6 separate regions of the Mus musculus genome follow, and regions 2, 3, 4, 5 and 6 are each linked to region 1. Evidence: chromatin contacts called from public HiCAR-type and promoter capture Hi-C data. All regions are on one chromosome and are shown on one strand. Each heading gives the region's core, a stretch centred on a gene start, on an enhancer-like site or on the middle of the called end of the contact. The rest is flanking DNA. Distances are from core to core; before and after follow the strand shown.

Evidence for each region. Promoter capture Hi-C pulls out the DNA fragments that hold promoters and counts their contacts. HiCAR-type assays count read pairs that join an accessible place to other places.
Region 2: a contact with region 1 is called in a promoter capture Hi-C map of pre-B cells. The contact joins the promoter of Ppid here to the promoter of Golim4 in region 1. A contact is called at or near these places in 7 of 39 promoter capture datasets (cranial neural crest, frontonasal cranial neural crest, hippocampal neurons and 3 more) and 1 of 484 Hi-C or Micro-C datasets (B cells).
Region 3: a contact with region 1 is called in a HiCAR-type map of astrocytes, with 1.9 times the contacts expected there. The contact joins the promoter of Fnip2 here to the promoter of Golim4 in region 1. A contact is called at or near these places in 4 of 39 promoter capture datasets (the HPC-7 cell line, cranial neural crest, pre-B cells and 1 more) and 1 of 115 datasets of contacts at active chromatin or transcription factors (astrocytes).
Region 4: a promoter capture Hi-C map of pre-B cells shows a contact between it and region 1. The contact joins the enhancer-like site here to the promoter of Golim4 in region 1. A contact is called at or near these places in 3 of 39 promoter capture datasets (cranial neural crest, frontonasal cranial neural crest and pre-B cells) and 3 of 115 datasets of contacts at active chromatin or transcription factors (embryonic forebrain, large pre-B cells and stem cell-derived neural progenitor cells).
Region 5: a contact with region 1 is called in a promoter capture Hi-C map of hematopoietic stem and progenitor cells. The contact joins the promoter of Etfdh here to the promoter of Golim4 in region 1. A contact is called at or near these places in 6 of 39 promoter capture datasets (cranial neural crest, frontonasal cranial neural crest, hematopoietic stem and progenitor cells and 3 more) and 1 of 484 Hi-C or Micro-C datasets (B cells).
Region 6: a contact with region 1 is called in a promoter capture Hi-C map of pre-B cells. The contact joins the promoter of Tmem144 here to the promoter of Golim4 in region 1. A contact is called at or near these places in 3 of 39 promoter capture datasets (cranial neural crest, liver and pre-B cells).

The regions. Positions count from the first base shown.
Region 1 is chr3:75,954,883-75,958,831 of GRCm38.p6, forward strand. Golim4 (golgi integral membrane protein 4) reads right to left here and starts at 2,067. Exons shown (of 16, transcript NM_001291069.1): 1 at 1,230-2,067. The coding sequence starts at 1,416.
Region 2 is chr3:79,589,140-79,593,276 of GRCm38.p6, forward strand. Ppid (peptidylprolyl isomerase D (cyclophilin D)) reads left to right here and starts at 2,198. Exons shown (of 10, transcript NM_026352.4): 1 at 2,198-2,418. The coding sequence starts at 2,334.
Region 3 is chr3:79,565,666-79,569,510 of GRCm38.p6, forward strand. Fnip2 (folliculin interacting protein 2) reads right to left here and starts at 2,014. Exons shown (of 17, transcript NM_001162999.2): 1 at 1,844-2,014. The coding sequence starts at 1,938. 4930589L23Rik (RIKEN cDNA 4930589L23 gene) reads left to right here and starts at 2,527. Exons shown (of 2, transcript NR_152118.1): 1 at 2,527-3,533.
Region 4 is chr3:78,962,159-78,966,080 of GRCm38.p6, forward strand. It overlaps the pseudogene Gm9762. Among named protein-coding and RNA genes, the nearest start is that of Gm23440, 16 kb to the right of the region's middle. Within about 2 kb of position 2,438, at least 33 of the 459 cell types and tissues checked have an H3K27ac peak or open chromatin away from gene starts, as enhancers often do. A contact at or near this core is called in pre-B cells, where this site is marked.
Region 5 is chr3:79,626,367-79,630,371 of GRCm38.p6, forward strand. It overlaps Etfdh (electron transferring flavoprotein, dehydrogenase), which reads right to left and starts at 2,401. Exons shown (of 13, transcript NM_025794.2): 1 at 2,152-2,401. The coding sequence starts at 2,185. 4930579G24Rik (RIKEN cDNA 4930579G24 gene) reads left to right here and starts at 2,713. Exons shown (of 2, transcript NM_029482.1): 1 at 2,713-2,990. The coding sequence starts at 2,811.
Region 6 is chr3:79,840,596-79,844,331 of GRCm38.p6, forward strand. It overlaps Tmem144 (transmembrane protein 144), which reads right to left and starts at 2,314. Exons shown (of 12, transcript NM_001379543.1): 1 at 2,176-2,314.

The sequences.
Region 1 (3,949 bases), core at 817-3,316:
AAAAATACTTTCTTTTCTTTTAAGTTGGGACAAACAAATCAGACCAAGCAAATAATTGCATATCATTTCTCCCATCTTAAGTCTCTTACTAGAAAATGCTCTGCATAGCTCGGTCAAAGCAAAGGATCTGTTTTATATTTGTACACACACCCACTGTCAGAAATACCCCCTTCAGCTTATTTTTGCCCAGGATGATTCAATAAGCTATATTTGCATTCACAGCAAGGATGGTCAGCATTTAGGTAGGACTTTATTTCTCACTTGCTTTGTATTGGAGAGAGAGAGAGCTTCATGAGTGGTGAAAACAAACCAGCAAGACAGGCCAAATCATTCATAAAAATGCATACAACGAGTATGACCTTAATGGAACCACAAAGTGTTTCCATGCACTCACTCGGGAATCATCTAGACCGTGGAAACTCAGTGTGATTCTTAAAATGAAAGGCTACGAGCTGCGAACACCTTGCCCAAGCTGAGTCGTCTGTGGCTGGCAAAGGGAAATTTTATGTTTCTTCTTTTAGACTTCTCACAGCTAACTCTAAAACACGCGTGTGCCTTCCTGAAGATGCACACACAGGGTTCTACAGATCAGCTAAATAAAGGTTTCTCCAGGGAGACAAGCCTTTTAAAAGCAAATATCTGTAGGATAACCTACAGTCAAGTGGTGGTGTGGACTTTACCATCACTCCCAACATTTCTCAAGTTAACTACTAAATGAACAAACGTAATAACAAGAGCACTAATCACAACACAAGCTTGCAGGTTCCGTTCATGAGTCACTAGTGTATATAGTCTCTTTTTTCCCCCCTTGAAAAAGAACACGGGTTAGAAAATGTCTGCATAATTCTTTATGTCTACAAACCAAGGCTTGCCTCTTGGGAAAGGATTGGCAGATGTAGCAGAAGGGCTGTTTGCCTAGATTGCAGCTGGGCCTTTGACAAGTGCTTCGGGTAAAAGACTTGGTGTTGTATGTACCCACCAAACGCCAGGCAGGACCGTGCGCTGGTGCTGTGGATTTCAAAGATAACTCCTGGGAGGAAGCTGGAAAATCAGGATATTATCTCCCACACATACGCTCAGAAGCCAACATCCCCGCGGCCGCTCCCTCAGATGCGCCAGAAGGTCAATGAGTGGTACCTGCAAAGCCAACTAACTATCCACCAAGCTACTTTTCCAGCACCAGCACCAGCTCAGAGAGAAGTTGGCGGTGCGCTTCCCCTTAACTGTACCTTGCAACTGGGCAGAGAGAGAGTCCTGGTGCTGCTGGTACTTGAGCGCCACTGCCTCAGCTTTGCGCAGCTGCGTCTGCAGTTCCAAGTAGAGCATCGCGCCATAGAGGAAGCCGAAGACCACCGTGAGAAGCAGCAGCGTCTGGAAGATCCGCTTCTGCTTTCGGGAGCACATCCCGTTTCCCATAGTCCCTCCTGTGCCCCGCGCTGCGGCGGCGGGAGCCGTCGTGTCCTCGGTCCTCGGCTGCGTCGGACAGCTCAGCAACGGCCACCGCGAGAAGTAGCTGGACACGGCATGAGCAGAAGACGCGAGACACAAAAGCCGGACCAGAGAGGAAGAGGCGGCCGCTCAGCCCCCGCGGCCGGCTGGGCGCCAGGTCATCGACGCCACCCGGCCAGCAGCCACCAAACTTCTGCGATGTCGGATTTCCGCGAGTGGCTGGGCCCGCGTGGAGTCTCTTTGCATACTTCAGAGCCCGCTGCCCTTGCTACTGGTCCCCGCGCGCAGCCGGCTTGGTTTTCCCTACTCCCCACTTTTTGGCCTCGCTGTCCCCACCGTCAGTCCCCGCCCCTCGCGCCGGCTCCCGCTGCTGGACTTTGTCGCTACCACTGGTAGGGGACGCGCGCCCAACAAAGGGACCTGGCTCCAGGCGGCGTCCCCTTGAACGGTCCCTCGGTATTGATGAAGAGATGGGGACTGGTTGGTCTGGTCAGGTTAAGGGGGGTGGTGGGCTGGTGTCACTGATCTGGAAGCTCCAGCCGCCCGCCACCTCCCACCCAACTTACGTGTCACCCACGGCCCCGCTATCATGGCCAACGGGATTCCGGGAGGAAGTCCCACTCGGGCTCCCCGCTCATTGGGCCCGCGCAAGCCACCGCTCCCTCCTTTCGGGGAGCTAATGCTGGGCTCCATTGGACGCCAGCTTTGTCCGTCCCGCCCCGGGCCGCGCCTACCCTCTCAGCTCTGGGCAGGCTCTGAGCTCCGTGGGCCGCGCGGCCGCCTGGCGCCTGGGTGCGCCCACGTGGAGCCTGGATGGGTGCGGAGGGGTGGAGGAGCCTGGTTGGGAGGGCTAGGGACTTGTCCTGGCCTGAGGCTTGGTGATCATTGCGCATGTGTGTGCATGTATGTCCCAGCACTTGGAATGCACGTGGAGCAAGAGTACAGTGCTTATATGCACACCAACAACCGCAAAGCAACCGTGGGTGCACTCTGCTTAGCCCTGCTCATTTCTTACCCTACATAATGAGTTCAGCTTATGAACACTTTGTTCTTCTCACATTCTCTCAAGGACTGCCTACTGAGTCTTGTCCCATTAGAGGCACTAGGCTATGTGCAAAAATGGTAGAAAGTAAGCTGGGACCCTGAAGCTCACTTGACTGTCTACATGGGGTGGGGAAAGCACTTTGTTGGCAGAAGGAAAGAAATGATCTCATGTTTCCTCTGGCTGCAAATGGAATAATTTTAAAAACAAATCTTACAGGCTGAAATGAGTATGCATTCATCTTGCTGTGTGTATTTCTCTTAATGGTAGCAGAAAAAAAAATCAGTTACATTTTTAAATTACATTTTCAAGGCCAGCAAAACCCACTACGTTTAACAAAAAGTTAGACAGGCATAATAACGCCAAACCACTTCAAAGAAATCCACAGTGCATTTCTTTCTTCAATATAATCAGGGTGTGTGTGGAATTGAGGTTATGCATAAATGATAAATTTGTTTCTCCTCTTGACCTGAATTCTAAGAGAAATAAATTATTTCTGAAAAGTATCAGTTGTGCAGTGGCACTTTTACATTCTGCATATTGCATTCTACATATTTTTTTGTGATATCCTGCCCGTGTTTTAGTCATCACAATTAATTATGGGGAATGAGTGCTTTAAACGAAGGAGATCTGCTTAAACCAGATTCATTTTCAAGACAGTTCCTGTGTTGAATGTTTTTAGGTCAGTCCTGAAATCATAGGTTAACAAGAGCCACACAGGCAGACCAGGGCATTTCTCTCACTGTAAAAAATAAGTGAGACTGGTGGTATATGCACTTAGCTAATAAAAATCACATTATGTTGGTTCCAAATGCTCTTACACTGAATCTTAGCCAGGACATTCGATTTACGAGTTGGAAACAAAGAATCTAAATTTGGCCAATATGACCATAATACTTGTAGTCTCTTCTAGGTCTTGTAAAAAGATACTTCCTCACTAAAGGAGAATTTTATCAGAATCTTATCCTTTCTACCTTTTCCTTCTGTAGAAAACAAATCATGACTCCGTTTAAACATGTAACCTAAGTGTGAAACTATGCCAGACCTGGTAGGACAACCTGTAATCAGAGATACCGGGGAGATCGAGGCAACAGGATTCCAGGATCAGAATGGGCAATTGAGAGAGACCTTGTCTCAAATCAAAAGTCAAACGAGGGCTAGGGATGATGCCTTACTGTTGCAACATTTACCTAGAACACTGTAGACACTGAGTTCAATCCTCAGTCTCGGAGAAAAGAAAGAATGCTTAATTTAAAGGGAAAATGGTCTAAAGCAGCTCAAGTCTGCTTCCTGGTGATGGTGTAGCTCCCATAGTCTCCAGTCTTGTGGGATTTACCATCATTTAAGGTTTCCTCTTTCCGTTTTACTCATAGCAATTGGGAGACATTAGTGGGATTTCTTTAGAATTCCTCAGAACTAAATATGCCCATAAACGGCAAGATATCTGTAAAAATTCTC
Region 2 (4,137 bases), core at 948-3,447, 3.6 Mb after region 1:
TTTCAAGTTAGTAGATTAGAACAACAGCAACGTGTGTGTGTGTGTGTGTGTGTGTATTGTCTGCATGTGTTTGTCTGGATGTGTGTATGAATGTAGAGGGCAGAGTTTGATATTGAGTATGGCAGGTCTCCATCTTATTTTTTGAGATAGGGTCTCTCCTTTAACTTCGAGCACATCGACTGGCCAATTTGCTCCAGGAATCATCTTCCTTAGCACTGGGACCACTGTGTGCCCACCCCACCCAGCCTTTGAGTGGGTGCCAGGGATCCGCCTGCATATTGAGTGAGACATCTTCTCAGACCCCTGAGCACACATTTTAATTAACTTTATCATTGTCATGTGCAAGACAAAATATAAATGACCAGTTTGCTGCCCGGACATGACCAGGATAGAAGATTCCAACTGCTTTGCTGATCTGAACTAATTACTTTCCTGTTGCTGTGATTAAATACCATGAACAAGGCAACTTACAGAAGAGCGAGCTTGTTTGGGTGTTTAGCTCCTGATACTCTTGCCTCTAGTGCGGAGATTATAGGTGCTGGGTACCAACTTGGGCTGGTTAATTTTTTTCCTGGGCTGGTTTATTTATTTATTTTTTAAAGGTAAGGTCTCGTTCTGTAGTACTGACTAACCTGGGACTATCCATCTTCCTGTTTCTACCTCATAAGTGCCACCTGGCCAGTCTTAACAATGTTTTACCTCCTTTTTTGTCTTTTTGGAGTGAGTGCCTCTTTACTTAGCCCAGGCTAACTTGAACTTTGGATTCTCCTGGCATGGAATCAACTACTGGCATAACAGGCCTATGCCAAAGCTACTCGTCCTAAATGTACTTTCTTATTCTTTTTTAAAAATTGCATATTTTCTTTATGTACACTTCAAAATGTTATCCCCTTTCCTGGCTTCTCACTCCCAGAAACTCCCTATCCCACCCCCTCCCCCTGCTTCTATGAGGGTGTTCCTCCACCCACCACTCACTCCCACCCTCAATTCCCCTACATTGGGGCATCTATCCAGCCTTCATAGGATCAAGAACCTCTCCTCCCATTGTTGCCTGACAAGGGCATTCTCTGCTATACATGTAGCCGGAGCTATGTGTACTCCTTGGTTGGTGGCTTAGTGCCTGAGAACTCTGTTGGTTGATATTGTTGTTCTTCCTATGGGGTTGCAAACCCCTTCAGCTCCTTCAATTCTTTCCTTAACTCCTCAATTGGGACCCCCAACCCCCTCAGTCCAATGGTTGACTGTGAGCATCCGCCTCTGTATTTGTAAGGCTCTGGCAGGGCCTCTATATACAGCTATATCAGGCTCCTGTCAGCAAGCATTTCTTGGCATCTACAATAGTGTCAGGATTTGGTGACTGTATATGGGATGAATCCTCAGGTGGGACAGTCTCTGGATGGCCACTTTTTAAATTCTTACTGGCATAGCTCAGGCTGGCCTGGAACTCACATAGATCGTCCTGCTTCTACCTCCTCAGTACTGAATAACCACATTCAACTTTAAGTTGTGTATTTTACACCAAGCCCATTAGAAAAAAAAAAAAAAGACAGACTATTATAGGATATCTAGTTTTAACAGAAGTCAAATAAATCCTCTTTTAGATTCTCAACATCAGCGCATTTGGAGCCTTTGCTTTAGACTGGGTCACTTACAACTTAACGGCCAAATGACAATAACATGGCAATAGTAACTGGACATCTGTTATTTATTAGAAGCCACATGTTTATGTCAGGCATTCTGATAAGTAATTTATGTCTTTAATTTCCAAAACGCCTTCCCTAGGTAGGTAGGCATTAAGAAAAAGAAGGCACCAATTAATTTATGTATGTGCGCTTCTGTGTGCATGCTACGACATACTCGTGGAGATCAGATGGCAACTGGGTGATAACATTCTTTCCTTTCACCTTACGGATCCTGGGGATCAGACTCAGGTCGTGCCGCCTAGCCACCATGTCTGCTCAGAGGAGGCATTTTTATCCCCATTTTACAGACGAGTAAACTAAGTTTCGTTGTAGTTACTGGCATTTCGTGGCAGAGTCGAGGCTAGGATGGTTTCCAAATTCTCCACCCAGCGATGCAGCAAACACCAGGGAACGGCGCACACACTAAAAAGAAACCGACGGCCACTACAGCCACCTAAAGAGAAGCATTAGGGGCCAGGCGCAGAAACCGGAAGGTGAAGGCGCCACCGGAAACCAGAGTACAGCTTCCGGCGGTGCGCAGGAAGTAACTCTTCCGCGCGTTGCCAGGTTATAACGTAGAGGGGCAGTAGAGTTTGCTCCGGTCTCGCGCACGAGGTGCTCGTGTCCCGCTGCCCAGTGCCCGCAGTGAAGATGTCCCACGCATCCCCGGCAGCCAAGCCCTCCAACTCCAAGAACCCGCGAGTCTTCTTTGACGTGGACATCGGCGGGGAGCGAGGTGAGCGGCGCGAACGGCTCAGCGGTTCCCTCGCCCGGGGCCTCCCTGCTGCGGTTCTCCTTGGCCCGCTGGCTGTTCGGCGGCTCGGGGCCTGGGATCCGGAGGGGGATAGCAGCCTAGGTCCCAGACGGAGCGAGCCCTGGCCTCCACGAGTCCAGATTGCGCCCTCTCCCTTCCGGTGGAAGTTTCTGGAAATTTCTACTTCTACTTTAGGGATCGTGGCGTCCCTATCGTTTGTCTCTTTTTGATCGCACTTCCCTGCAACCTTTGCATCACTACTTACTATAAAGTGAAATGATTTGACGAGTAGTGGTGGATAGTTCGGTATGCTTCCTGGATATGTGCCTGGGGGGCTCAAGACACGCCACGTGCCTCTTGGTACACGAACTACATTGGGAGCTACCAGATCATTTTCAAATTAGAGTGACTTTCGTGCTTAGTGCTTTTTCCTTATTACTGATTATAGTAGCAGTTTAAGTAGGCGATCGTTTGTGCTGTTTTGGCATCATGGAATTGAGCACTATGTCTGTATGGTTACCTAGGATTCAGAGCTAAGAAGCCCTAAGCCAGTGGCTTAACCGGTGGGTGGAGGAAACTCCTTGGAGGGTGGGTTGTTAAACGACCATTTCACCGAGTTGCATATCAGATATTTTCATTACTAATCGTAACAGTAGCAAACTTACAGTTATGATGAGGAACTATATTAAAGGGTGGAAGCATTAAGAAGGTTGAGAAACACTGTCATAAGCCCTCGTGTTGCTTTGTAACTCAATTGGGCTTTTCTGAAGCATGTTAGAGTTGTAGGCCAGACCTGCTGGGATGGGTACACACACGGGTATATATGCATTCACTTTGTTTTGTAACAGATTTTATTGTTAACTGTCTCTTGGATTCTTGAGAAGGGAACTGTTTCAGAGGTTACAAAAGGCAGTTTCCATAGAACACAGAGTGGACTATGTCTTCTGTTAGTTACTTAGCGATTAGAAATTCTGAGTGCAGGGCCCCTGAGATAGGTCAGCAGGTAAAGGTGTCTGCCACCAACCCTGAATCCCAGCGATTGTCCCATGATCTCCACACTACATGCCTCAGCCTCACACATAAAATAAAATTTTTTTAAAAATATTTTTTAAGGATTTATTTATGATTATATCTAAGTACACTGTAGCTGTCTTCAGATGCCTTCAGAAGAGGACATCAGATCTCATTTCAGATGGTTGTGAGCCACCATGTGGTTGCTGGGGTTTGAACTCAGGACCTTCGGAAGAGCAGTCAGTGCTCTTAACCACTGAGCCATCTCTCCAGCCCAGAATAAAAAAATTTAAAAGTCTGAATATTATTTAAGTGATTTAGGGTTTTAAATCCTTTGTACATTAAACCATGTTGTGCTTCCTAGGCAGCTAATCGCCTGGATGCTGTAATTAGTTATAATCTTGTGTTGTTTCAAGTTTAGATCTACGAAGCTTTCCTTAGACTAAATAGGAATCGTAGAAAAATGACAATGAGATGACAGTGACACGGATCTGACAGTTCCGTGTTTGGGCTTATTTTCAAGGGAGATGAAGTTTGTATGCATACCCGAGGCACTGCAGCGTTATTCACAGTAGCCAACACACACAGCACCAATCTAGTGTCTGTCAAAGCATGAGAACATACACCGTGCTGTATACACAGTAGAATATAACACTGGCCTTTAAAAGAGGGAAATCTTATTTATAACTT
Region 3 (3,845 bases), core at 764-3,263, 3.6 Mb after region 1:
TGGTGGACAAGTAGGCAGGGAACGTAAGAAACAGTGACAAGTACCACGCATCTCCACGGGCACTCAAATGGCTGTAATGTCCTTGGTAAGGGCCACCAAAGAAGACACCTGAGGAATCTTGGTCTAGTCTAGGATTCCAAGAAGAATTAACATGTCCTGACTCCAAAGTAATTCTACAACTCAGAGACGTTAGACGACAGCATCACGGGTAGGCAGACAAATAGAAGGCACAGAATCAGGTCCAGTCTGCCTAACGGAAATGCACTGACCATGATCCAGGCAGTCCTCACAATTTACCTTCCAACCTCCCACCACACACACACACACACACACACACACACACACAAATGCTGCTATTCTGTTTAATGTCTCATTCTCTCCAAGTTGGAGCCAGGGATGGCAGCACGTGCTTACTGTAATCTTACACTTGAGAAGCACTAACAGGACGATCAGGTCATCAATTGATCGAAGCTAGCCTGGGCTACATAAAACTGGAAATACAAGATAAAAGAAAATCTTATATAACTATAGGAATGTGTTTGTATGTGTTTTGAATGAATTTTTATGCAATAAAGGAGATGAGATTTAATCAAAATTCATTTCAAATGCGATGCTTCATGTTGGTGTTCCCAGAACTTGAGAAGCTAAGGCAGGAAGATTGTCAAGAGTTTAAAGCCAGCCTGGACTAATGAGACCTTTGTTTGTTTGTTTGTTTGTTTTTAAAAAAAATTCAAAGTCTTACATTCTGAACATAAAGTATCCCTAGAAGGTCTGAATCGGTGTGAGGTGTTCAGTTTTCTGTTTTGTTTTGTTTTGTTTTATAGTGATGAAAACTTAAATGGCAAATAAAATGTTTTCTCAACTAGTAGTGCTGAGAGACAGTACAGGACCCAGGAGAGCATCTTTGGAAACTTACCACTCAAAAGCAGAATAGTATAGGGATGTTACTGAGAGCCAATTGCTTAGCTCAAAATGCAAGACCAGCCGCCACTTAGAGCTGTGGGTCTTGAGCCAGCTTAACACATGCTAATCCAAAGGTATGTGTTCCGAAGATGAACTATTAAATATCTGCCTCTGCTTTGTTAAATTAGAACCCGAGACGTTTCATAAAAAGCATTTCCCTCCCTTTCCACTCATCATGCGGCATCAGCCTTCTAACTGATGAGGAAATTACACACTTTTATTCATCCGCCGGCGAGCTTGTCATACACTGCAAGAAAGAAGCTGCTTTTTTCGTGGCTTCACCCTTTCCAACTTCAAAATACTGTCACATACTCAGTGGGTTGGAGCTGCCTGCAAAATGACAGCTTACAGGCTCTGGGGCAGGGGAGACGCAGGTGACTCTCCCTCCAGAGACCCTGGAAGGTACACACCGGTCCCAGACGTGCTCAGACACGGGGGCATATGGAGAAATTTTGTGGGGCACCTGAGGAAAGAGGGCAGAGGATGGCGCAGGGCTCCCACCTGGGGAGACCTGGAGAGCAAGGAAGGAGGACGGCGCTGAGGTTCCACCCAGAAGGAGCAGTAGAAAAGGGACAGGGCGGTTCGCGGCTCTGAGACCCTGAAAGAAGTGGAAAGAGGAGCCCAACCTGGGAGAACCCGGCGAGGGAGGGAAGAGGATGCTGCTGGGTCCCACCCAGAAAGAGGGGCGAGAGAGGCGTGGGGTCCCACCCGGGAGGACCGGGACAGAGGAGAGTGAGAGACTGGGGTCTTTCCCAGGAGGATCTGGGAAGAAGGGACAGGGTGGCGCGGGGTCCCGCCCAGGAGGAGGGGACAGGGTGGCGCGGGGGTCCGGTCTCCATGCAGCCCGCCTGAGGCCTCCCTCCCGCTCGCACGCGCTCACCTGAAGGCCGGCTCCTCCTTGGGCGGCCGGGCCTGGGCAGACGCTGCGCCGCCGCCCCTTTTGTTGAAGAGCTTCTGGAGCAGGGTCGGGGCCATGGCGTGCACGCGGCGGCCCGGGCGGGCGGCCACGCTCCGGGACCCGACGGCTCAGCGCGCAGCCCACGGCGGCCGCGGCGGGGCCATGGCGACGGGGGCGCGGCCGCCCGGAGGGGCGCGAGCGCGGGACCGCTGCAGCGGACGGAAGGTGCGGCGCCGCGGCCGCCGGCCGGTCATATGACGGAGCCGGCCCGCCCGGCTGACAGCTCGCTCCCGCGGGAGGAGGAGCGCGGAGAGGGCAGCACGAGGGAGAGGGAGGAGCACGGGAAGAAGAGGAGGGAGAGCATGAGGGAGGGGAGGAGCACGAGGATGGCAGGGAGGGGGGTGCACGAGCGAGGGGGAGGAGCGCCGGGAGGAGGGAGGAGGAGCGTCAGAAGGCAGCACGAGGGACTGGGAGGAGCAAGAGGGACTGGGAGGAGCGCAGGCGATGAAGAGTGGAACGTGTTGGGAGGAATACAAGGGAGTGGGAGAGAGGAGTGGGCGATGGAGGAGGAGCGCCAGGGAAGCGGAGAGTGGAGCCGGGAGAGGCTCGTAGGGAGGAGTGGGGCGGGGCGTGTGGGGGGAGGGGGAGGAGCATAGAGGCCTAACGTCTCCATTGGCCAGCTTTACCCGCCCTGCGCCGACATCACTAGGGGTACGCCCGGAGTTATCACTCGCCGGGCTCTTACTGGGGCTAGAGAGTTGGGCGGGGTGCACGAGTCTTCACACACTTGACCTACTGAGCTCCAGAGCACAACTATGGAGGTTTTTGTTCTTTGGAAAGAAAAGCCCTTGAACTTGGTCCTCATTTTATCGGGTCCAGGACTCCCTAGCAGAAAACGTGGCCTGAGCTGGAGAAGCAACTTTAGTGCCTGACGTTGCTGCTGGGGATTCTGGCCCCTGCTGCATTTGAGGTCCCAGCAAGCAACTGCCGGAACCAGAGTAAATCAGCAGGCTCAATTTTGAATTTACAAACAGTTTATTCAGGTCACCGGGTTTTGTTTTGGTTTTTTTTGTTTTTTGGGGTTTTTTTGGGTTTTTTGGTGTGTTGGTTCCCACTGGTACATAAGTCACACAAAAGCTGTGCATGTACTAAGCCCATATGTGCGTGCGTTAAGCCCACATATACACACAAATGATTGCTTTCCTAGTTCGTGTTCACATTGGGCACATAAAAAAAAAAAAAAAAAACTCAATAGATTCTTTGATTTAGGGAAGCTGAGTGTGTGCTTAGACTCATTTGCCTGTGCTTTCACGCCTCAGACCCCCTGAGAATTTATTGTGCTGTGGTGCAAGACGTTAAAGAACCTGCGGTTATGAAGAGTCTGACCACATTCAAAACAGTTTATTAATCTGTTTTGCGGCCTAGAGCTCTAACGTGGTTCAGATGGTAGGTAGTAGAGCTAGAGTTAGTTACTTTTGAGTTCCACTCTGACTCCAGCAAATTTGAGGACGGTGAACAAATGACCCACCAAGATTTCTTAGACTTGATCAAAGGAAAGTTAAGGATGGAGAAACATGGCTCAGCAGTTACAAACATAAGCTGCGTTTGCACGGGACTGGAGATCTCTTCCCAGCAAGTGGATCAGAAAGCTCACAACCAAGTCCAACTCCAGGTCAGAAGTCGTCCTCCCCCTTTTGGTGCCCAAGGGCACTGCACTCAGAGGCACAAAGTTACACAATGCGCGCGCATGCACACACACACACACACACACACACACACACAGAGAGAGAGAGAGAGCGCTAAAAAGCAAAACAAGCAAACAAAAAAAGAGGACATTTAGACGTTTAAAAGCAAACATATTTCACAAATATAAGTAATCAAAAGAGGGGGTGGGGCATAGCTCTAATCTGCTCAAGGCCCCCAATCCAGAGGTTGCTTCCTGGTTTCTTAGTCCGGGTCTCTAGCACTGCCACATGGCTCTGTA
Region 4 (3,922 bases), core at 1,188-3,687, 3.0 Mb after region 1:
CGTGCCAAGTTGTCCCCCGGAAAAGTCACAGCATGAGGCAGACCTGATATAAGGAGGTCTATTTGGGGAAGGGAGGAAAACGAGGGCCTGGAAAGGGGTTAGAAGCAGACAGAGCCACGATGCAGGGGGTTGGGGGGGAAGGTAGAGAGAGAGAGAGAGAGAGAGAGAGAGAGCGCTGGGGTAGCACTCAGTTCTCTTATATGCTGCCCAGGCCACCTGCACCTGTCAGTGGCACAGATGATGACACACTATTGCTAAGTCCCTGTTACTGAGTCCCTGGGAAGAGTTCAGCCGAATCACCTGCAAGCTAGCAGTTGCACCTTCTATAAGCTAAGACATCCAGAAAGGAGATGGTGACTTTGGTCACACCACTAACTGCAAAGAAGTAGATTCTGCCAACTCTTGAAATAAGCCAGGAAACAGACACTTCATAGCTGAACCTCACAAAGAGAACCCAAAAAGAGAAGCTTCCTCCCTTCCGACCCCAACCCCACTACCTGTTCACCCCAAGCTGAGAACACCACAGCTGGCGTGTGCCCGGGTCTGTGACCCCTAGAAACGGAAGTATTAATATGTGTATTATTAAAACTGTGGCATTAATGAGTCACTCTGAGGTAAAACTGAGTCAAGTACGGCCTGAGCTTCATAGCAAAGTCCTGTCTCTAGAAAACAACAACTACTGACAGCCACAGTAGTTCCTGTGTGGCCATTTGTTACAGCGACCACAGTAAGCTTTACGTTATTCAGGAATGTAACCTAGAGGCCGAGGGAGAAACCATGTGCGCCTTGTCTGCCTGGAAAATTTGAGATTATGCTGTGTGAGCAAGATTACGGAAAACAGGCATCCTCACACATTACAAGAGGCAGTTAAGTCAGTGTGATTCCTATGACAGCTAATTTTTAAATATATATATATATCAAGATTTTAAATCACAGCCCTGTCAGCTATCAAGTCTATTTATAACTTATCTGGAGATACATTCACTAGCAAGAATAGGCTAACACGCACGGAAGCATGGTTTGTAACAATAAAAAATTAGTATAATCACTGCATTAATGAGCAGGACCCTGGCTAGGGGAGTGTGATGGCCATTCTTGGTTGTCAAGCTGACTACATGTACAATACATGTGAAAACCAAGTGCCTGGGCACACCTGTGAGGGATTTTTCTTAATTAAATTATTTGAGGTAGGAAGACACCCCTTTAATCCAAAACTGTGAGGTGGGGAGAGCCACCCTTAATTTGGGTCATACCTTCTGCTGGCAGTGTATATAAAGGACATGGAAGAAGGAAGCTTTTGTTCTTGGCCTGTTTGTTCTAGCTGTCAAGCCCATGCCATCACTGGAATTAGAGCTATTTCTTCAAGATCCTGGTATATATGGAAGACTAACTGAAACACCTAGCCTTTTGGACTAAGCAAATACTGAATTCTTCGACTTTCCATTCGTAGAGAGCGGTAGTTGGATTAACTGGAGTCTAGCCTGTAAGCCGCCCTAACAGATGTCTAACAAATTAATATATACATTTATTCTACCATCAGGACTGTTTCTCTAGAGAACCATGACTAATACAGTAAGTTATAGTCTTTGATAAGCTAGATTCTTTGGAGCCATCAAACATGAAAAAGACTTAAGTATTATCTTAAAGATATTCAAGATATTTTTGTAGACAATGAAAATAATGTCTTGTTTATTTTTTTAATCAATGTGATACTAACCTAGACACACCAAGGAAGAGAGCATTACAACAGAGGGCTCTCCTCCATCTAATTGGCCTGTGGAATGTCTCTGGGCATTTTCTTGATTTCTAATTGATGTAGGAGGGCCCAGGCCACTGTGGTCCTTAGATAGGTGGGTGTGAATTGTATTAGAAAGGGAGATGATCACGCCAGTACACCCATCTCTGCTTCAGTTCCTGCCTCCAGGTTCTTCCCTTGAGTCTCTCTCTGCCTTGCATTCTCTGGACGATGGTTTGGTGAAACAAGCCCACTCCTTCCCAAGTTGCTTTCGGACATGGTGTTTATCACAGCAACAGAGACATGGATAGCAAGCTACCATCTGGGGGCAGAAGCTGAAATATTATCACCAGGGAAGGGGAGTGGATGCCATTTAAGATACTAATGAGAGTATCTGGCTCAGAGATAGAGGCGGTATAGATGCATTGTATACCATGCCCCTAGTGAAGACATGAGAGCAAGGAACACCCAAATATTCACCATAAAGTGACACGCTGCAGAAGACAGCCACCACCCTGGGTCGTGGGAACCGCTGCTGAGATTCCCAAGAGATGTCATGAGAAGAGCCTCTGTGGACCCAAGAAGTGAATCGTGAGAAAAAAAAAAAAAAAAAAAAAAAAAAGTCGGTTTTCAGTTTAACCCAAACCGGAGGAAACCAGGGTGAGTTCAGATCTTTCCTCTCTCCCTCTCCTGACCACATCCTTTTGCTCTAGCCAGAAAAGTCTCATAAAATTGATCTGAATTAGAGTTCCCACTACTTATGAGGCTAAGCATTTTAACAGCTGACCAGAAGAAAAAAAAAAAAAAACACATTGCCTGTGTGTGAGAGAACAAGTAAGAACTTTGTCTTAGATTTCATTCTGTGGGTAAACTGCTTCCGCTGAGAAAAACCCCAACTGTGGAGAACAAAGCTAAGTTTAACTTTCTAGGGAAACATGCGAGAAAACTGTAAGGACAATGAAGAAACAGCATTTTGAACATGAGCGAGCAACAGATAAAATTCTTTTTCTACACAATAAACGCTACAATGTCGATTCGAAACTTACTGAGGAAAAAGGAACACTACTTGATGGTTAATACTTGGAAAGTGCCAAGAATAAAATAGTGACAAAGCAATGCCCTCGGGTACCGTGCGAGTAGAAAGAGAAACCCACAGTGACATTCCCTTCACATCACGGGGTTGTGTTTTATTTTGTCCTGACACTCGTTTTACTGTATCTGAGACAGAAAGTTAGGCCTCACACATGCATACTCTATCAAAGAGCTATGCCCTAAGGCCTGTCCCATCATGCTTTGCTGGGTTTGCCCCGCACCGCACCGCACCGCACCGCACTGCATCACCCTGCCTTGCTTCTGATTCAAGATTTCACCATGTAGCCTAGACTGACCTGGAACTCCTACTCTCTTGCCTCAGTCTCCCACGTGCCAGGCCTACTCGCATGTGTCACCATGCTCAACAGCTCTCAGCACCGCGCAGTTCCCATCTCCTGACCCTGTTCCTCCTGTGACACAGGAGAGGCTTCAGACATGAGATAACAGAAAGATCTGATGGCATTTAACTTTCTTTTTTTTTTTTTTTTTTTTTTTTTTTTTTGTAATGACTGTAGTAATCAGTTTATTACACAGATGAATCATTCGTGAACGTACAAGCTCCAGAGGAGCAACAGGGTCTTAAATATACACACAGATTTCCATCAAATACATCTCCACCCTTACATCGAAATAGGCCTAAAGCAGTTAAAAACATAAGAAAAATAAGAGCTATTAGCTATGTATTAACTGAGAAACCACATACAAACCAAAGATTATGGAAAGGGGCTAAAAGGAGGAAGGCTGAAAGGGCAGGGAGATGTGAAGTGTTGGGAACAAAGCCCACCACACTTTATGTACTAACAGCTCCAGTCCATTTAAATGTTGATCCGTTAACCTTAGACCTTAAAGCACAGCATGTAGTTTAATCTGTTTGGTCATAACTTTCACCTAAGTTGTAGGTCCTTCAGGATGAAATGAATATAGAAACAGCTTCACGTTCTTCACCTTGCTTTTTATGACTGTTTGAGATTGGATGGACTCCACTTAAGGACAATCTCCTATGGGTCACTGGAGCTTTTCCTCCCATCCAAGCACACACTGTGTACCTACTACCCCTCACATCTTGCCATTATCCAAAGTTAAGTCAATAAGGAA
Region 5 (4,005 bases), core at 1,151-3,650, 3.7 Mb after region 1:
CAATCAGATTATAGCCAACCTGTGCTATATGAGAACCTGTTCCAAACAAAATATCCCTCATAACTTTCTGAGATGTGAAATAACGATAAGCCCTATTTACATCAGACAAATAGGAATTCAGATAGTTTCTTCTAATACTTGTCAAATTCTGAGAACAGTAATTGATCTGAAATTATCTCTGAAATCATGGAACCTGAGGCCATGGTAAATTTTTTCTTAATTAAATAGAAAGAAGAAGGCCGGGTGTGGTGGCGCATGCCTTTAATCCCAGCACTTGGGAGGCAGGGGCAGGCGGATTTCTGAGTTCGCGGCCAGTCTGGTCTACAGAGTGAATTCCAGGTCAGCCAGGGCTACACAGAGAAACCCTGTCTCAAAAACCAAAAAAACCAAAAACCAAACCAAACCAAAACAAAAGAAAAACAAAAGAAAAAAAAAGAAGACGAAATATTTTTAACAAATTATTCTTATATAAACTAATTTTATTTTTACCACCAATTACATGGTTAATATTTTTAAATATTTTAACAAAATAGTTTCTCAAGTGATACCTGGCATCAAGACAATAAATTTGAATGAAGTGGGGAAAAAAAAAACATTTGGAGTAGAAGTCTAATGTCTTGTAAATACTATACATTTCTTTTGATAATTTTAAAGAGGTAGGGAAACAAATCTTCCCTAGCTTGTTTTGCACATTAAAAAGTATTATATTGCTGGGCAGTAGTGGTGCAGGCCTTTAATCCCAGCACAGGCAGAGGCAGGTGGATGGAGCTCTGTGAGGTTGAGGCCAGCCTGGTCTACAGAGCCAGTTCCTGGGCAGCCAGGACCACACAGAGGAACTCTGCCTTGAAAAAAAATCAATCTATCAGTCGATGATATTGAAATACTTTATTAAGTCCAAGATTAAATCTTTTTTTTTTTACCCTAATTCACGGGGGAAAGATATTTATAAGTACTTATAGGCAAATTTGGTTGAGTTCAAACATACTATCATCATTTAAAAGGTATTTATTATACCCTGTAGTTTACCATATACAAGTTATCATTTACTTCTGAAAATTCATTCTATTATTTGTACAGCTACTAATTTGCTCGAGAACAGTTGGAACCGTGGCCTCTGATTCCCACCAGAGAATTTTAAAAAGGTATAACGTTTATTCCTTTGCTTAAACGAGCATGGTATCTCTCATGACCCATCTGAACATTTAGGCATAAAGACAGAGTTCCAGTAGAAAGCAAAGTCAGAGTCACTGAACACCGGATCAGCCATACACGACATACTTAGCACATTTAGTTGTCACCACTAGAGGTAACACTGAGTAATGAAAATGTAACAAATTAGCGTTTAAAGAAAAGTCACTGACTAGATCCAAGACTGCATCTAAATTAGACTGTAAACTGATGGCTCTCAAAGCATACCATCTTCTGTGGATAATAGATGCTTGGTTTGAATATACACCATATTGTTTAAACAAGTATACAAATACTTGTTTAAAAATCCCACAGCCAAATTAACTTCAGTAAAGATTTATATTAAGCCAGTTACAACAGAATTCAAGATCCTCTAAACTTCTGTTTGAACGAGGGGGTTGTTTTTAAGTAAAAACTTAAAACTATCCTGCAACTGCTTTAAGAAACACCCATAACAGAAACGCCTGGTGTTAACTCTGGATAATGCAGAAAAAATTCCGACTCCAGACATAATTGGTAATATATGAGTTAATACGATATGAGAGCTCAGACTTCAATTAAGATTAGACTATTATGGCTGCAAAGTCAGGTCAGAGCCAAGGCGAAAACCCACACAAGTTTTTCTTTCTTTCCCATTCCTAATAAGGCGGCAGATAATACCTGAGCCTTGAGGTAAAGATTAGGAGCGGCATTTGGGGGAACTCCACCGAGGGGGCAGTGTTGACAATTTTCTCTTCTCATGACCTTTAACCTAGATGATAATTCTGCCAACTGGGGCAACTCCAAGGTCGGTAAGGTAGGGTCGGCCACCAGGCGCTGACAGCATTGACCTTTGCCCTAGTTTAGCCTAAGACAATAGACAAGGAAAGAGATGCTGGCAGTACCCCGGGTGTGGCCCCAGTCTTGTTTTGTCCCAACTTATCCACCTTGCTCCTTCTGTCCCCACCAGGAGTTTCGTCTCACCAGGGCAGGACAGCTTGGTTAGTCGCACCAACATGTTCAAAGTGACCCGGAGACTTGACCAGATACAAAGGAGAGAGGCGTGGGTCTGCGGCTTGCCGAGGGTGCTGGACTTCTAGGCTACGAGGGGCGCCATCACCTGCCAAGAAGCCCCGACTGCTCAGCTTCTGTCAGCGTCTGGGCTCTGCCGACCGCCCTTGCTTCGCGGCGTACCCGCCCCTCTTCTGCTTTGCGCCGGCGCCACAGAGGACACGAAGGCCAGTAAGGTTTCCGGGTCACATACAAGCCAGGAAAAGGCAGAAGACTCCATCTCCCAGTCATCCTCAGCCAGGAACCTAGTGTGCAGAAGAGGCCGACAAGCTCTCGCGTGTGCGCATGCGCCCTAGAAGCATAGCGAGGCTGATTTGCTAGGCATTCTGGGAGTTGTAGTGTTTAGCTCCTGGAGCTGTGCGCAGGAGCCTGGTGACGCCTGGCTTGATATCTGATTGGCTGTCTGGAAAAAATGAGACGTACTTGGGGTCCAGGGCAGAGACAAACGAGAAGATGGGGCGGGACTCCGTGTGGGAGGAGGCGGAGCCTATGGGCTTTGGGCGCGAGCGGTCGAAAGGCAGTTGGTGAGGGTTCGGTTGCTTGATCCGGTCCAGTAGCCCCAGCTCACTCCCATGGCTGACTCTGAGGAGTTTCGGGCTTCTTCGCCGCCGCCGCCGCCTCCCTCATCTCCGTCGTCAGGCGCCTCTTCGTCGTCCCTCAGCATGCCAGTGAGTTTGGGCTGGCGGGATCCGAGCAGGAGTCCCGGTCCAACCGTGGACCCGCTGGAGCAAGTGGAGCTGCAGATCGGAGACGTGAGTGTCGCCGTTGCGGCTGAGAGCTGATTGCAGCTAGGGTGCTCCTGCCTGCGGTTCTTGGAGTTGAGGGCTAGCCTCGGCTCTCTCTTCCCGCATCTTTCTTTCCTTCTCCTTCTGCTAGCGGTCATCCGCAGCCCCGCTGCCAGGATCCTCTCTCCGCCTCCTCCCATCCCTCGGAGCACTTTGGGCGGTCATAGCTTGCCTCCTTGCCCATTGGTGCTTTCTAAGGGACTCGAGCTTGTGCTTCTAGTTGGCCACCAGCCCAGGGCCAGCTGGTGATGCTGTTGTGTGTCGCTTACTTGGCTCTGTGTTGGACTTGAGTGGACCAGGGCTAATCACAGCCGGCAGATGGATTTGATAGGACAGTTTAGAACAGAATCTTGCAATGCAAAAATTCTGTAAAGTTTTTGTTCAATCTCGAATTCCCAGAAATAACTTCCTGACCCCAACACGTATAACGCTGAGGGGTTGGAGGGTCACAGCGGCACTTTATTTATTTATTATTAGGTATTTTCCTCATTTACATTTCCAATGCTATCCCAAAAGTCCCCCATACCCTCTCCCACTCCCCTACCCACCCACTCCCACTTTTTGGCCCTGGCGTTCCCCTGTACTGAGGCATATAGAGTTTGCCAGTCCAATGGGCCGTTCTTTCCATTGAAGGCCGACTAGGCCATCTTTTGATACATATGCAGCTAGAGTCAAGAGCTCCGGGGTACTGGTTAGTTCATAATGTTGTTCCACCTATAGGGTTGCAGATCTCTTTAGCTCCTTGGGTACTTTCTCAAGCTCCTCCATTGGGGGCCCTGTGATCCATCCAATAGCTGACTGTGAGCATCCACTTATGTGTTTACAGTGGCACTTTATAAGGACTCTTTGAGAGGGAGAAAGGACTGAAGTATGTAGCAGACAATCTTCCTGGAGAGGGTTGTGGAATAACCACACAAAAGATTTGGAAACTAGAACTGGCTGACAGGTTTTTATTCTTTTGTCAAAAGAGATGGCTGAAGTA
Region 6 (3,736 bases), core at 1,064-3,563, 3.9 Mb after region 1:
TTTCAGAACTAAGTAAGTGTTTTGTAAGTGAGTTTTGCTGTGTTTGGGACATTCGCGTAAAGGTGCACTCAGGTTGCATGGCCATTACAGATTTAGGATCTTTTTTGTCCGTTGGTAGAGCCTTGGGTAGCAAGTTCATGGCTCAAGAGTCTTTCCTAAGGTACAGACCAGTGATGGAGCATGTGCTTAATATGACTGGACACTGGGTTCACTCCCCGGCACAGGGCACACACAGGATGTTCATGCTGTATGCATGCATAAATAAATATCTATACCATCAATTTTTAAAAATGAAGATAAAAGATGATCTTGCAAAATCCAACCTCACCAGCAGTGTGGTTCAAACGGCAGCTTACAGAAGAGTACAAAGTCGGCAGGTAGACATCCCTGCTGTGCACTCTGGGAGCACCAAGTCGCACAAAGTAACTAACCTTTCAATACAATTATTCAGGTCAAGACAAGGAAAGAAATCAGGTCTTCAGCTAAATTATATTTTAAGTACTCAGTTGACGAAGGTGTCCATCAGCCAAGATTCTGATCCCTGCAAATTTAGAATTTTCTGTCACTGTAAAAAGTTCTATCAGATATCATTGCTACAAAAAAAGTTCTGGCTCTCTCAGTGAAGAAAAGAGGAATGTGGTATCAGGAAAGATCCTTGGCACATACCAACAGCCCCAGCACTTGGGAACCTGTGTAAAGACTTCTCTTTGTTCACTAAATAAATAGGACAGATAAAAAAATATCAGGGCTTTTAAATACGAGGCAGGAGATTCCATTTAGACCTAATAAATAAGCAAATAACTAACAGGACTTCTAAATATGAGGCAGGAGAGCTATTTGGAAAGCTGTCCTGGGACTTAAAATACAGGTTTAATAGCGAAGAAATCATTTTTTTTCCATTTTAATTAAAACAAGCAAAGCAAGTGCATGGCTAAGAGGACAGTGCCTAACCATTTAATGAGGTAGATTATTTTACAGAAAAGAAGGCTCCACTAAGGGGTATTGATGGGCAGCCACAGGTTTCAGCCTGAATTGGATGAATAATTAGTAGTGCTAATTAGAGCGCATGACCTCATTTGACTGCTGAATCAACTCCAGTCAGTTATTGCCTTAGATAAACGATGTTCGTTTACAGCACACGGCTCCAGAGCATTTCCAAAAGCACATGATCTAATTCCCTGTGAACCAACAATCCCAGACTGCCATAAGGAAGAGTCCATCTCGCGTTAAATCAGTGACATTTCTGTGGTAAAGAGAAGCATCATTACTTTACTGAACATGTATCCCCAACCCTTTTTTCGCACAAACCTAGCCCCAAATTATTCCTCTAAAAATCTTATTTTCAGTCTAGGTTGGTAGCAAGCTAACTTCCGGCACTCAGAAGGCAGAAGCAGGAAGATCTTTGAGATCATCGCCTGCTTGGTTTACATAGCTAGTTCCAGACCATCCAGGACAACACTAGTGTGACCCTGTCTTTAAAAAAGCAAGCAAGCAAACAAAATCCATTATTATTATTATTATTATTATTATTATTATATTTTTTAATAATACGGCATGCTCGGCAAACGCTCTGCTCAGCTATACCCGAACCCCGTTTTTACTTTGTTTGATTTGAGACAGTCTCGCCAAGCTTTTCTAGGCAGACTTTAAACTCGCTTCAGAGCTCAGTCAAGCTTTAAACTTGTGCTAGATCCCTCCCATTCATTTAAAATTTTTTCAAGTTTTAGTTAGACAATAGGACCATAAATATCACGTGGGTCAGGTAGCACGTGACCTGCCCACACGCGTTTACCTTAGACAGATTACCAACCAGGCAGCAGCTATCGAAATAGTTCGTATTTCTCCAAGGTAAAAGCTTTCAACATTCCGTGGAAAAGTCTCAAGTCCAAGGATTCTAAGGTTTACGTGTTAAGTATCCACTTAATATTTTATTAAGCTACATTCATTCTTTCTAAAAAATTTACTACTTTCGTTTCATTACTGGTATATCTGCTTTTTCTCCCGACTACTTTAAAGTTTTAAGCAGCTCCTCCCCTGCGTTTAAGATAGTGCCGGCGCTCGATCAATGCCGCCTGCTCTAGTTTAAAGATTTCATTTCTGGTTTCCTTTAATTTCCTCCAATCTGAGTGCAGCTTCGCCTGTCTCTGGGCTGACGTCACGAGTGCTGGCACTTACTTGCTCTGCGAGTTTTCCCGAGGAGCTGAAGGTTGCAGGGCGGCTCTCAGACCCAGGGGCACCTTAGACTCAGGTGACCTGGTGGGGTCTCACTGCGCTGACTCTTCCCTGGACGCGTGCGGACTTCCTGCCGGAATCTGAAGGGAGACCGGAGTCCCTCCCAGGCGGAGGCTCAGGACACCCTCCCAGCGGAGGGCTGGAGCTCAGTCAGGTGACTAAGGAGTCCTCAGGCCCTCTGTCAGTCAGCGAGTTAACTAGAGAGTGTCGTGCCCCCCCCCCCCCCCCCCCTTTAAAGAAGAGCTCGTTCAGTGAGTAGCAAGTCACCTTCTGCTAAACACCACACCTTTAATTGTGCAGTTTGTGGATGAGACAAAGCCGGAGCTACCTCACACAGTTACAAAATAAATGCTCATTCCATCCCGGTTTGCCTTTGTTGTTAGGCAATCTCTCCTAATTTGCACTCCCAACTCTCATTCCCCCTTTTTAAAGTTGAGACAGCTTATTCCGAAGTTGCCTAGACTGGCTTAACGCTCACTCCACAGCCCAAGTAGACTCTGTGATCCTCCTGCCTCAGCCTCCCATGTAGCTGGAATCATGAGCTTAGACAAATGTAAACAATTAATGTGTGCTACTGTAATGTGAACTAAATGCCTTTGTGGCTTGCTGGCACATTTCAGTAGACAAGGGAGGTGGCTTTATACAAATCCATACACTGGAGTTGCGGAAAATAAAGCTTGGCCCGGGAGGTAATTTCTTTGAAAATAGCTTCCAGGAAGCTTTCCTGTGAAACCAGGCTGTGCATCACGTTCCAGAGCAGTAGCTGTATCCCACCCCACCTAAAGAGCTGTAAGAATCAAGAGCAATGGACAGGAGTGCAGGCTTCGGACATCCGATTGAGATTCAGAGGTAAAAGCAACCACTAGCATATGATGTAGATTTACCTGCCTCTTCTGTAGCTGAAAACCACGTGTGTGTGTGTGTGTGTGTGTGACTGTGTGCGTGCGCGTGTGTGTGTATGTGTGCGCGCACGTCCATATGTGTGTCTGTGTGTGCGCTCGTGTGTGTGTGTGTGTGTGTGTGTGTGTGTGTTTGTGTGTGTGTGTGTTCATCTCTCTCTGTCTCCCTCTCTCCCTCTCTCCCTCTCTCTCTCTCTCTCTCTCTCTCTCTCTCTCTCTCTCTGTGCATGTGTTCGTGTGAGTGTGTGTGTGTGACTGTGTGCGTGTGTGTGTGCGTGCATGTGTGTGTATGTGTGCGCGCGCGTCCATATGTGTCTGTGTGCGCGCTCTTGTGTGTGTGTGTGTGTGTGTGTGTGTGTGTGTGTGTGTGTGTGACAGACCTCTCCTAGACAGCAAGGCTGTCTCTCTAGGCCGGATACTAGCACAGCAGAAGACACAGATGTGAACTTCAAGAAGAGGAAGTGCTAGGTCCTGGCCTAGTCTGAGTTTGAGGCAGGCAGGCCTCTTGGAGTGGATTAAGCTGACACCATCCACTATCTGGTCATGTGAGATTCACAAGAAAGAGAAGAAAAGTGGAGACGTTAGGAGATAAGGTTTCTTGAAAG